2 separate regions of the Arachis hypogaea genome follow, and region 1 is linked to region 2. Evidence: chromatin contacts called from public Hi-C data. All regions are on one chromosome and are shown on one strand. Each heading gives the region's core, a stretch centred on a gene start, on an enhancer-like site or on the middle of the called end of the contact. The rest is flanking DNA. Distances are from core to core; before and after follow the strand shown.

The links. Hi-C and Micro-C count contacts between places; a contact is called where the count stands out from the background.
Region 1: a Hi-C map of leaf shows a contact between it and region 2, with 6 times the contacts expected there. The contact joins the promoter of LOC112800642 here to the promoter of LOC112800632 in region 2. A contact is called at or near these places in 2 of 8 Hi-C or Micro-C datasets (both in leaf).

What each region holds. Positions count from the first base shown.
Region 1 is chr5:9,492,797-9,497,944 of arahy.Tifrunner.gnm2.J5K5, reverse strand. LOC112800642 (histone-lysine N-methyltransferase SUVR5) reads left to right here and starts at 2,595. Exons shown (of 13, transcript XR_011881772.1): 1 at 2,595-3,133.
Region 2 is chr5:9,175,838-9,181,245 of arahy.Tifrunner.gnm2.J5K5, reverse strand. It overlaps LOC112800632 (pentatricopeptide repeat-containing protein At2g22410, mitochondrial-like), which reads right to left and starts at 4,053. Exons shown (of 1, transcript XM_025842976.3): 1 at 1,644-4,053. The coding sequence starts at 3,785. The coding sequence ends at 1,941. It overlaps LOC112800631 (CASP-like protein ARALYDRAFT_485429), which reads right to left. Exons shown (of 3, transcript XM_025842975.3): 3 at 4,895-5,408. The coding sequence ends at 5,298.

The sequences.
Region 1 (5,148 bases), core at 1,346-3,845, 320 kb before region 2:
CAGAAAAGGCGAACTTTCCAAAGAGGTTAGGACAAGCTAGTCAATGCCAATCATATATAACCATCATTAAAGCATCTTTCCTCCTATTTCTCTATCTGTCCCCACTTCTACCTCCATAATTTAACTACTTTTCATTCTCTGATCTTCATAATTATTTCCTTATTACCACATACTTTCTATTCTTCAACTTCATCAAATAATTAAAGCTTCTAGTTTATGCAGAATGACAACTCGTATGTGTGTGTTCTTAATTAAGCAAAACTGCTCCAACTTAATTAAGGAAGGTAGTAGGTAAAAGCGATCACATGGCAGTAGTGGCAAGAACAAATTGTGAGATAGGTAATTTGCAAATATGGATTATTTTGAAAGAAGCGGATGTGATGATATCACTTATAAAATCTTAGGATTTGGATCCATTAAATTTTGAATTTTATTTTAGAAGGTAACGTGTGATCATTCATTTTTAAATAGTCTCTCTCTTATATTTTTTTTGTCCCACTTATAAAATAAATAGTGAAAGATCATACTTTACTCTTTAAATAAAAATTTAAAATTTAAAAAATCTAAATTCAAAATTTTAAATTGATAAAAGGAGATAATATAAATATTTATATATTTAATATTCTTTTTTAAGTAAGATTTTTTTTTGTTGTATTTGTTTAATTTTTATATAGACAATTTTTTTAATTGTCTTATATTATTTTTAAAATTTTTTAGAATTTATCAAAAATCAAACTCTAAATCTTACTAACATAATAGTTTGATACTATATTATAATATTATCTTTTCTAAAAATTTAAATTGATAAAAAGAAAAAACATGTATATTTATATCTTTAACAACTAATAAGGTGCTGTTGACAAGTTGCTGTATCCACAGGCTTTTATCCTTTGTAGACATGGCGCAAAAACATCATCATTCAGGTTTTTTTTTTTTTTTTCTTTTTTTTCTTACCTACGCAACTGTAGTTTTCATACATGTGACGGCAACACCATGCATTCATGCACCTTGATATCACTAAGTTACATAATAATGAAATCATGAGTTAATCATAGCTGCAGTAAAGATTTTAACTTCTACTATGTCGATTCACTGGGATAGAAATAGCCCCGTCAGTCTTCGTTCGTAATAGCTACATATGTAATATATATAGTTAATTAATTAACTTGAGTATGGTATTGTTATAGATTTTTCATTTTAAAATACTAAGTTTGGTTAGCGTGAAATTTATTAAAATACCTAGTACTTTCTTTTTTTAGAAAAATATATACATATATTAAAAAAAATTTTCTTATCAAAAAGTTACTTATATCATTATATGTAATATACTAAATTTAATATTTGTAATAATATTTTAATTTTTAAGTATTTAAAATATGAAAATGTATTTATAAAAAGATATAACAAATTTTTAAAAAATTAATATTTTTAATTATGAAAAATTTATTTATATACTTATTTATATTTTAATAAATAGACTTAATCTATTTATGAATTTAGATGTTCAAAACACCTTAAATTTAAATTTATTTTATCTCAAATCAAATAAAAAAATAAACTCTTAATAGGTCATCTAACCTATTTTTATTTTTATCATCTATCGTATCTGTCACTTAGACATCAAAATTCAAAATTATGATATGCATCTAAGTTGTAACTAATAACTAATACGTTATTTAACTACATTCATTATTGAATATTATTTACATGTAATTTTAGCTAGCAGATTGTGCTTCACTTTTTAGTAATTTACTAATTTGAGTAATTTCTCCTAGAACAAGGCAAAAGGAATAATAAAGCTAAGAACAAATTATATCTAATGTTTGGTTTGTTATTGACGCAAGTTTTTTTTAGGGTCCTGTTTTGTTAGTAAAAGAAACATGAAAGAGAGCGTTGACCCATTTAGATGACATACCCGAAAACGAAACAAAAATATACCTTCCAACAAAAACCAATACGATAGACTTTATATTAGAGGTATCCATTGCGTTGTTGGGTCAACCCACACCAATCTATGGACTTCAACCAAACCCAACTCACAAATTGCAGGAAAGTTAGGTAAATGCTTTGAAAAAAAAATTAAAAGCATTAATTTAATTTTTAAATAAAAAAATCAAGTAAATGTATTAGATCGAATTGGAAAATCTCTAATGAATGAGATATGTCATGTGGTGTGTTGTGGACTTGTGGTATATCAGGAAGATTATTGGGTAAGATGTTCATTTTCCCATAATACCCTCCAAATAGTTGAAACTTGAAAATAAATAACTATTTAAAGTAATAGAAAGAAAACGATTAAAAATAATTAATAAAAATAATACTGTAATAATTTACCATTAACAGATCGAAGAAGTAATTATTACACCGAATGTTGATCTAGATTCTAGAACAAAGAAGTCGTGATACGACGTCGTTGGGTTTGCCATTATCGTTACGACCATGCGTTTTGTTGTCCTTTCCCTTTGATTATCCTTCACTCCGCTTCTCCCTTGCCCCATCCAAACTTATCATTATATTATATAATATATATTACACACTTTACATTATTAATTAAATTTTAGCTAAAAAATCATTAGTATTTCTATTACACATCCGAAGAGAGGTGACTGCAATTCACCACTCTCGGCTGCAGAAGGAAGCCCCAACTTGGCAACTTCTAACCCAGCCATTACCCCTAAGGTAAGGACCCATTTTTTTCGTTATTACCAATACTACCCTTTTCTCTATTCTTCTCCCTCCCTTTGTCTTAAAAAAATGGAAATATTGAGTCGTCTTTGAATTTGGGCACGGGGCCTCAGCTGACCACCCCTCTTTCTTTCTTTTCATGCCTAAAATCAAGAGCCACACTTGCTATATATATATTTTATTAAAAAATAAAGAGAACCCTGTATCTGTATCTATATTTCTATGCCCCCATCTACCTATCACTAACCATTAACCAATAGTGCTGCGAGAGGGAGACAACATTTTTTCACTTCACATAAAAACCAATTTTTTTTTTGTTTAAAAAAAAAAAGAAGAAAAAAGAGAGAGGCAATTTCATTTTCAACCACCCACCCACCCCCTTCTGCAAGTGCGCAAGGTGCCCCTCATCTCACTGCATAAACTTCCCTCCCTAACTCTTTTCCTTAAGGTACATTACCACTTGCCCCTTTTCTTACCTCCCTTTTATTTATCTCTCTATTTTCCCTAACACAATGTATATTCTATTTTCATGTCACATTTTTTGTGTGTCTCAATTTTATTTTTATTTGTGTCTGACCTAGCTAGCTCAACTCCCCGACCCCCTTATACATGTTGTGCACCTTATGTCTAATACAAACATATGTCTATGTCTATATATATTATAATAAAATAAAAAAATCTATAGGTTACAGAAAAAAAAAAAGACGTACTAGTAATGGCAGGAGTGAAGATCTTACCCCTATTTGGTTCAACGTTTTAAGGAGCACTCTCTATTATATGTTGAGGTTATATAACTGATGCCCGATTTTACTTTTTATGATTCTGCAGCACTTAATTTCTCAATTTTAAATTTTAATTTTCCAATTTTGAGACATGCAGTTAGTTACAATTACAATAATACATCCAAGTTCCGCATCTTCGTATGATTGATTTCACACACTGTGGATGTGCTTAGGGTTTATCATCTTGTGTTACTGTCTAACCACAATAATAATGCTGCGATTTAGTTCCATTTTTTCAATTGGGTCTTCGCCATTAAGGGTTTTCACCTTTCTATGAGCTAGACTTTAAATTGAGCATGTTCCTGTGCTGATTTTGCGTGTGCGGGCTTCAAAGTTTGAAGCTTTATCTTGCTGCTTCTCAGTAATGTATTGCTGTGACGGATTTTTTTCTGCTGGGTGGCTCTCAATCTCATCATTTGATTCGTGCCCTAATTGGGAAAAATAAAATTGAAACACAAAGGATTTGTTTTTTTTTTTTGAAAAAAAAAAAACCTTTTATTAACATTGTGACAATTAACAGATAACGATGCAATTGGTCATTGTTGGTTATCTGTTTCTGTTCACATTACTAATTGGCAACACAGAATCACCAATGTTTGCTGTTCGTTTCTCTTTGGTCGGGTTTTTTTGTGGGATCATATTCTCGTATGAATTTTAAGGTTCCATTTTCTGTTGGATGTGTAATAATTGGGTAAAAATATATATCGATTAATTTGATATGCAAATTTATACATAAAACTTGTCCGTTAATATTTCCTTAAGATTTTAAACTGAAAGATTTAATTTTCTAATGCTAATACTAGATAAATTTTATTCAAATCAGCTAGTCGCATTTTATGTATTATTCAAATGTCCGTAATACTAATCCGTTATGAAGTTAGATGTGAATTATTTTATTTTTTCATCCCAGAAATTATTCAAAAATTAAAAATTTTCATATGATAGCAATGGGGGTTAGGCATGGCGGGATGAGGGTGATAAACATGGTTCAATCTCCAATGGAAAGATTTGTCCACGTTTTAGTGTACGGATGTATCTTAACGTGATTGACTGAAATTGAAGAACATATAAAGATTGTTCTGTTATTTCACATTGAACTAATTGAAACAGAGATTGAACATGCTTGATTAGCCTCTGCTTACGCTTCCATTTAATTGAGGTCCGGGAGAAAAAAGTAATAAATATATAAATAAAACAACAGGTGGGAGGAAGGGTAGTGAAGTCCTTATTTAATTTTTTAACAGGAGGGTAGTGGAGTCTTAACAGTGAATCATAATCATATATTGTGTCAACTATATATATATTTTCACATTTTTGTATTTGATTATAATTTTGATTTTGTGCTATATTTTATTTGGTTCTATTTATCAAATTATATTGAACTTGTGAAAACAATCCATCGCCAAATATTGTAATGAACGAATTAATAATTTTCTTTTACATACTACTTTATATTTGAATACTAGTTTTGAAGCTCCAACAAGAAATTGAAATTAAATAGCATGACATGGAATCCAATGAAGTTTGGGCAAAATTATACTGACCCCTCCTAAAGTTTGGTTAAATTTATTGTGAATTCCTTTTATTTGCCCAAATCACATTGAAATTGACTGTGAAATTCACCTTTTAGGAGAGTTCTGTATTATCTTTATAGTGGTGTTCTGTGTCACATTTTATAGAA
Region 2 (5,408 bases), core at 2,804-5,303:
TTATTTCCAATATAATCTAGCAACTACATTAATAGATTTTCAAAATATATTTGATTAGCGTCCAATTAGATATAATAGGTGTCATATATACTATCAATTAACATTTTATATTATTATTCGTTGACAGAAATTGTTAATTGAGTAACTAAAAGACAAATATAATTAATTAGTACTCTTTAAAAGACCAATTTAATTGATAAAAGTTTTGAGAGACTAATTTGAAGAGGAGTGGTTTGACTATTAAAAAAAAAAGAGGAAAAACAGAGTTAAAATCAATAACTAGTAATGATCTTAAAATTATTCTACTTAAACAATTATAAAACAAAAATGTTATTTGTTCAAAAAATAATTACTAAAATCAGTTATTATCTATTTATGTATAAATAATATATAATTTAATTTATTTTTAATATATATTTTATATTTTAATATATATCGATATTTAGCCTAATATAGTTGATGAAGCAATTTTCTCAATGTCCATCTTAGAATGTTATATAAGTTACTTTAATTATCAATATCTTTAATGTCGATAATGTTTTAAGGAAAATTTTCTTAAAATATCCTGCTTTTCAATTTAAAATCATGTGAAAAGAAAAAGAAATACTACTTACTTAAAAATAATAATAAATAATTGAATATATTTAACTAAATTATTTAATATAATACATGTCAAATATATATATATATATATAAGTGTAGCCACCAAGAACTACATCTTCTGACTTCTTTAACCTTTTGTTGAGTATTGTTTTACTTGGTTCTAGAATATTTTTATTTCCTTTATTTGAATTTCCATAATTTTTTTAGATATTGTGTGTTATAAGTGTAATGTCTTATAATTTTCTAATTAGAAAACCGTTTTATTTTGTTTTCTTGTTAGTATTTGGGAGATGGTATTCTTGATGTTGGAGTGTTAGATGGAGTTCATTAGGCATTAATACATATGATTAGTTATTAATTTAAAAAGTATGATTTGATTAATTTCTACCTATTTGTACATTGAACACAAGAGTATAGAGTGCATGATTCCATGGCACCGCCGATACGCTATAGATTGGATTTGGTGGCAATGGTACCCATTTAGTACATTCCAATTGACCACTCAAGTGTCCTCTTTCTTTAGAGGTCAAACAAATTGGGCATGCCAACCTTGCTGGCAAAAAGTGTTAGCGGAGGAAGGAAGGTTCATGGTAATAGCAACTCCAAACTTTATAATCAGATATCCAATTTGATCAATGATTCTAAGACCATATAACATCTTTAATGGATTTGAAAATCTAATGCACTGACAAAACAAAGATTATTGTTGTTTGAGGGTGTCTTGATTCATAATATTGTACTATGTTCAATGTGTTATTGCCGGTTGGTAGAGTTGATTGTTTACTCTCTTTATCCAATTAATTTAGCCAAGATACATCAACATTATGCAAGATAATGGGTTGTCCTATTATTGAGTATGATTTTAATAAGGAAGGTCCCTTCACTAGCAAGCATGAATCTTCTTACCTTTTAAAATATATGTAAGCCTTGAAGCAGTTAGATGTATTGATTTAAAAAAATCATTGGTTTGCTATGTGTGTGACTTATGATTAAATTATACAATAATGGCATGCAGATCGCCTAAAACGCCCATTTACAAGTTTTCTTTGGTCAATGATTGAGTAAATTTATTTTATGCAGAGGATGAATAAGGCTTTTATTTACAGTGTAGACATTTTAATAATGCCTGATAATAAAGGTCACATAACTAGAGAATACCCATTTACCAGTAATGACTTGGATACATTGAAAATTTTACTCTTGAAAAGAAGATATGTTTTTTTTTTTTTAACTTAAGCTGTTTACTGCTACTGAGAATCAAATATCCCAAGGTTTGCATAGATATCCTACAAACTTTAGATGATCTGTTTATTGATCAAAAGCATTAGTATATACTGTTAGCAAAAGCCATTGATTTCAATGGAACTTATTGCCCAACACTTTTTTATCCCACTTTCATCCATTATTTTCCTGATCTTTCTCATGTCGTCCCATCTTTGAGATTCTGAATACATGTTTGAGAGAAGCACATAAAGCCCAGAATTATATCTTCCCAACTCCAACAATTGCTTCATGATTTGCTTACCAATCTCTAGATTTCCATGGGTTCTACAAGCACCAAGCAAAGCACCCCAAACCACCACATCAGGTTTCATGGGCATCCCTTTGATTAGGGCCATTGCTTCTCCCAAGAGCCCGCCGCGCCCTAAAAGATTGACCATGCATGCATAATGTGTAACACCAGGAGAAATCCCGAACTTGGAACTCATTATGTCAAAGTAATATCTCCCCTTGTCCACAAGACCACTGTGACTACAAGCAGAAAGTAGCCCTGTGAAGGTAATCTCATCAGGAAATAGCCCGCTGCCTCGCATCTTCTCGAACATGTCAATAGCTTCTTCTCCAAAACCATGTAGAGCAAGTGCCCCAATAGCAACATTCCATGACACCACATTCTTCTTTGGCATCCCAAAGAAGATGTCCATGGCAGTCTGAAGGGCACCACATTTAGCATACATGTCAATTAGGGCGTTACAAAGGGTCACACTTAGTGTAATATTATTGTTACCGATGTAATTGTGAGCTTGTTTCCCCAATTCCAAATCACCCATGTGACTGCAGGATGAAAGAACGCTAACAAGAGTGGTCTCATCTGGCATCACACCTGAACTACACATTGTGTGGAAAAGTTCCATGGCTTCCATGTATTTCCCTTCTTGAACATGACAGCAAATTATTGAATTCCAAGAAACCACATTTTTCACTGGCATCCTATTAAACATCTCCAAAGCATAATCAATAAGTCCATAGTTAGCATATGCATTAACCATACAAGTCCACGAAATGACATTCTTATCAAGCATTTGATCGAAAACACATTCGGCATATTGCAAATGCCCGCACTTGGCATACATATCAATGAGGGCATTCGTCACAATTGAATCAATTGCAATTCCGGTAGCGATTATGTAAAGATGCATGAATCTTCCCAACTCCAAATTACCATGCTTCGAGGAAACAGAGAGCAAGCAAACCAAAGTGATCACATCAGGCACCACATCCAACTTTTGCATCTCTCGAAACAACAAGATGGCTTCTTTGCAAAACCCCAGCTTAGCATACCCACCAATGATTGAATTCCATGAGACCAGGGTCCTATCAGAAATATCATCAAACACTTTCCGTGCACTATTTATAAGGCGACAAGCAACATAGGCACTCAAGAAAGCGTTCTGCACACAAGCGTGAGACCCCATCCCAAGCTTAATAGCGTGAGCATGAAGAATAACAGCTTCCCAATATAAGGATTTGCAAGCACAAGTTTTGACAACAAAGGGGATGGTAAACTCATTAGGGGAAATCCCAGCATTTACCATTTGGCGGTAAAGTAACAAAGACCTTATTGGGTCATCGCTATTTGAATAACCCTTTATGAGATGATTGTACATGAACTTATTAGGTTGGGGACTTTGGTCGAACAGAAGCTGCGCATAACGGAGATCCCCCAGTTCGGGAGAAGTGCAGAAAGAGACAAGCTTGCCAATAGTGAGAACTTGACCAGATAGGCCATGGAGGATAATCTGGGCATGGAGGAGCTTGAGCTCTCTCATGGAGGAACATCGCTCTAAGAGATGGTGAAGGGTTTGGTGAGTGGGTGACTTGAAATTATGCCAAATGGTTTGTGCTGAGTGAACGCAAAACAGGCGGGAACCAACGGTCGCGTGTTTCAGAGCGGCTGACATCAAATCAAATCAAATAAAACTACCTACCTAGCTTCCCTACAAATAATCATGGACTAAATTCTCCTATTATTCCCTAGTCTTACCAATTTAGTCTTTTAAATTTAAATTTATTATACTAGTCTTCAAGATTCATATTCTGTATTGGTCCTAGATCATTTCTAGAACTGAGTTAGTGAACAAAGTGTTGAGTTGTCTCTCACTTATCATGCTGGATGCTGCAAAGATTGGCTGGCAAGATTGATTTTAAAAAGAATACAACAGACATCCCTAATGAGAGTGAATTAGGATTTATAAATAGAAAAGACCAATTTGGGTAATAAAACTAATCTTGTCATGAAAGCTAATCATTTGTAACATCTTTTGTGACAAATAAGAGATAACTCAACACTTGATCCAAGAACTAATACAATACCCGAAAATGAATCTTAAAAATCAGTATAGTCAATTTTAAATTTGAGAGATTAAATTAGTGAAATTCGAAAATCTAAAAGACTACTATAAGAATATAAGAATTTAGTAAATAATCATATTTCATAAATATAATAGATTGTTGTATTATCTTAATTCAGGCGCTTTTGTAAGAATTACTATTAAACCTGGTTATTCCAAATTATTAAGTTGACACTACCTAAAAAATTAATTACTCAATTCTGTTACAATATATTTGTATATAAATATATATCTTATTAAATATATTTTTAATATATATTTTATATTTTAATATTTATTTTATATAAATCAATGATTAAATAACTATTTTAGTGGCTGATTTTTAGTCTATGATTTCATTTTGCTACTACATATCTACATCTATAATTCTTTAATGGTTTAATTTTACATGGTTATAATTTACCTTTATTTCTACCATCATCGCATATTATTTTCTTATTTTAAAATTGTTAGTTTTCTGATCCAATGGACATTGTTTGACTATACATCTATCATATAAGCATGAATCAAGTTTGACCAGCTAGTGACTTAGACAGTGTCTCAAATGATAACCAGTGTTTTAGTCATTCGAATGGAGTCAAGTTTAATTCTTAAGGATCAAGCTCCCTCAAATCCCCCTAAGGATGAAATAAAAGTGACTCCAAACGTCATAAAGAAACAATATAGAATAGAACTCTTCACATTGCATAAGCACCAAATGAATGTTACAGATGTTGCGCCAGATTATCGCAGGCACAGTACATACAGTTTGGAACAGTGGAACTTATAGTACCATGCTACATAAATCATTCAGATTTTCAACCAACTTTTCCCAAGTAACTTGGTAAAACAGCAAAAAACTGGGAAGAAAAGCTGGAAGCAGTTGAGAGCCAAGAAATAAACCTTTAGTATTTTTCCCTTGCCCTGCTGAAAGAGCAGTTATTACATTGTTGACTATAGTCGCCAGAATTTTATTCACAAGGAAATTTCAAAAAATATGTACTTAAAAAGCAAATGACTTTGTCATTCACATTCACACCCTTTGCATTCATTTACACATATATCAACAGTGAGCTATGTATTTTACAGAGAAGAGAAGAGCCAAAAATTGAAAAGACAGGAAGCTGATGAAAGAAACCAAGACAAAAAGGCCATAGCAGCAGACATTTGATATCTACCACATAGTCTTGCAGG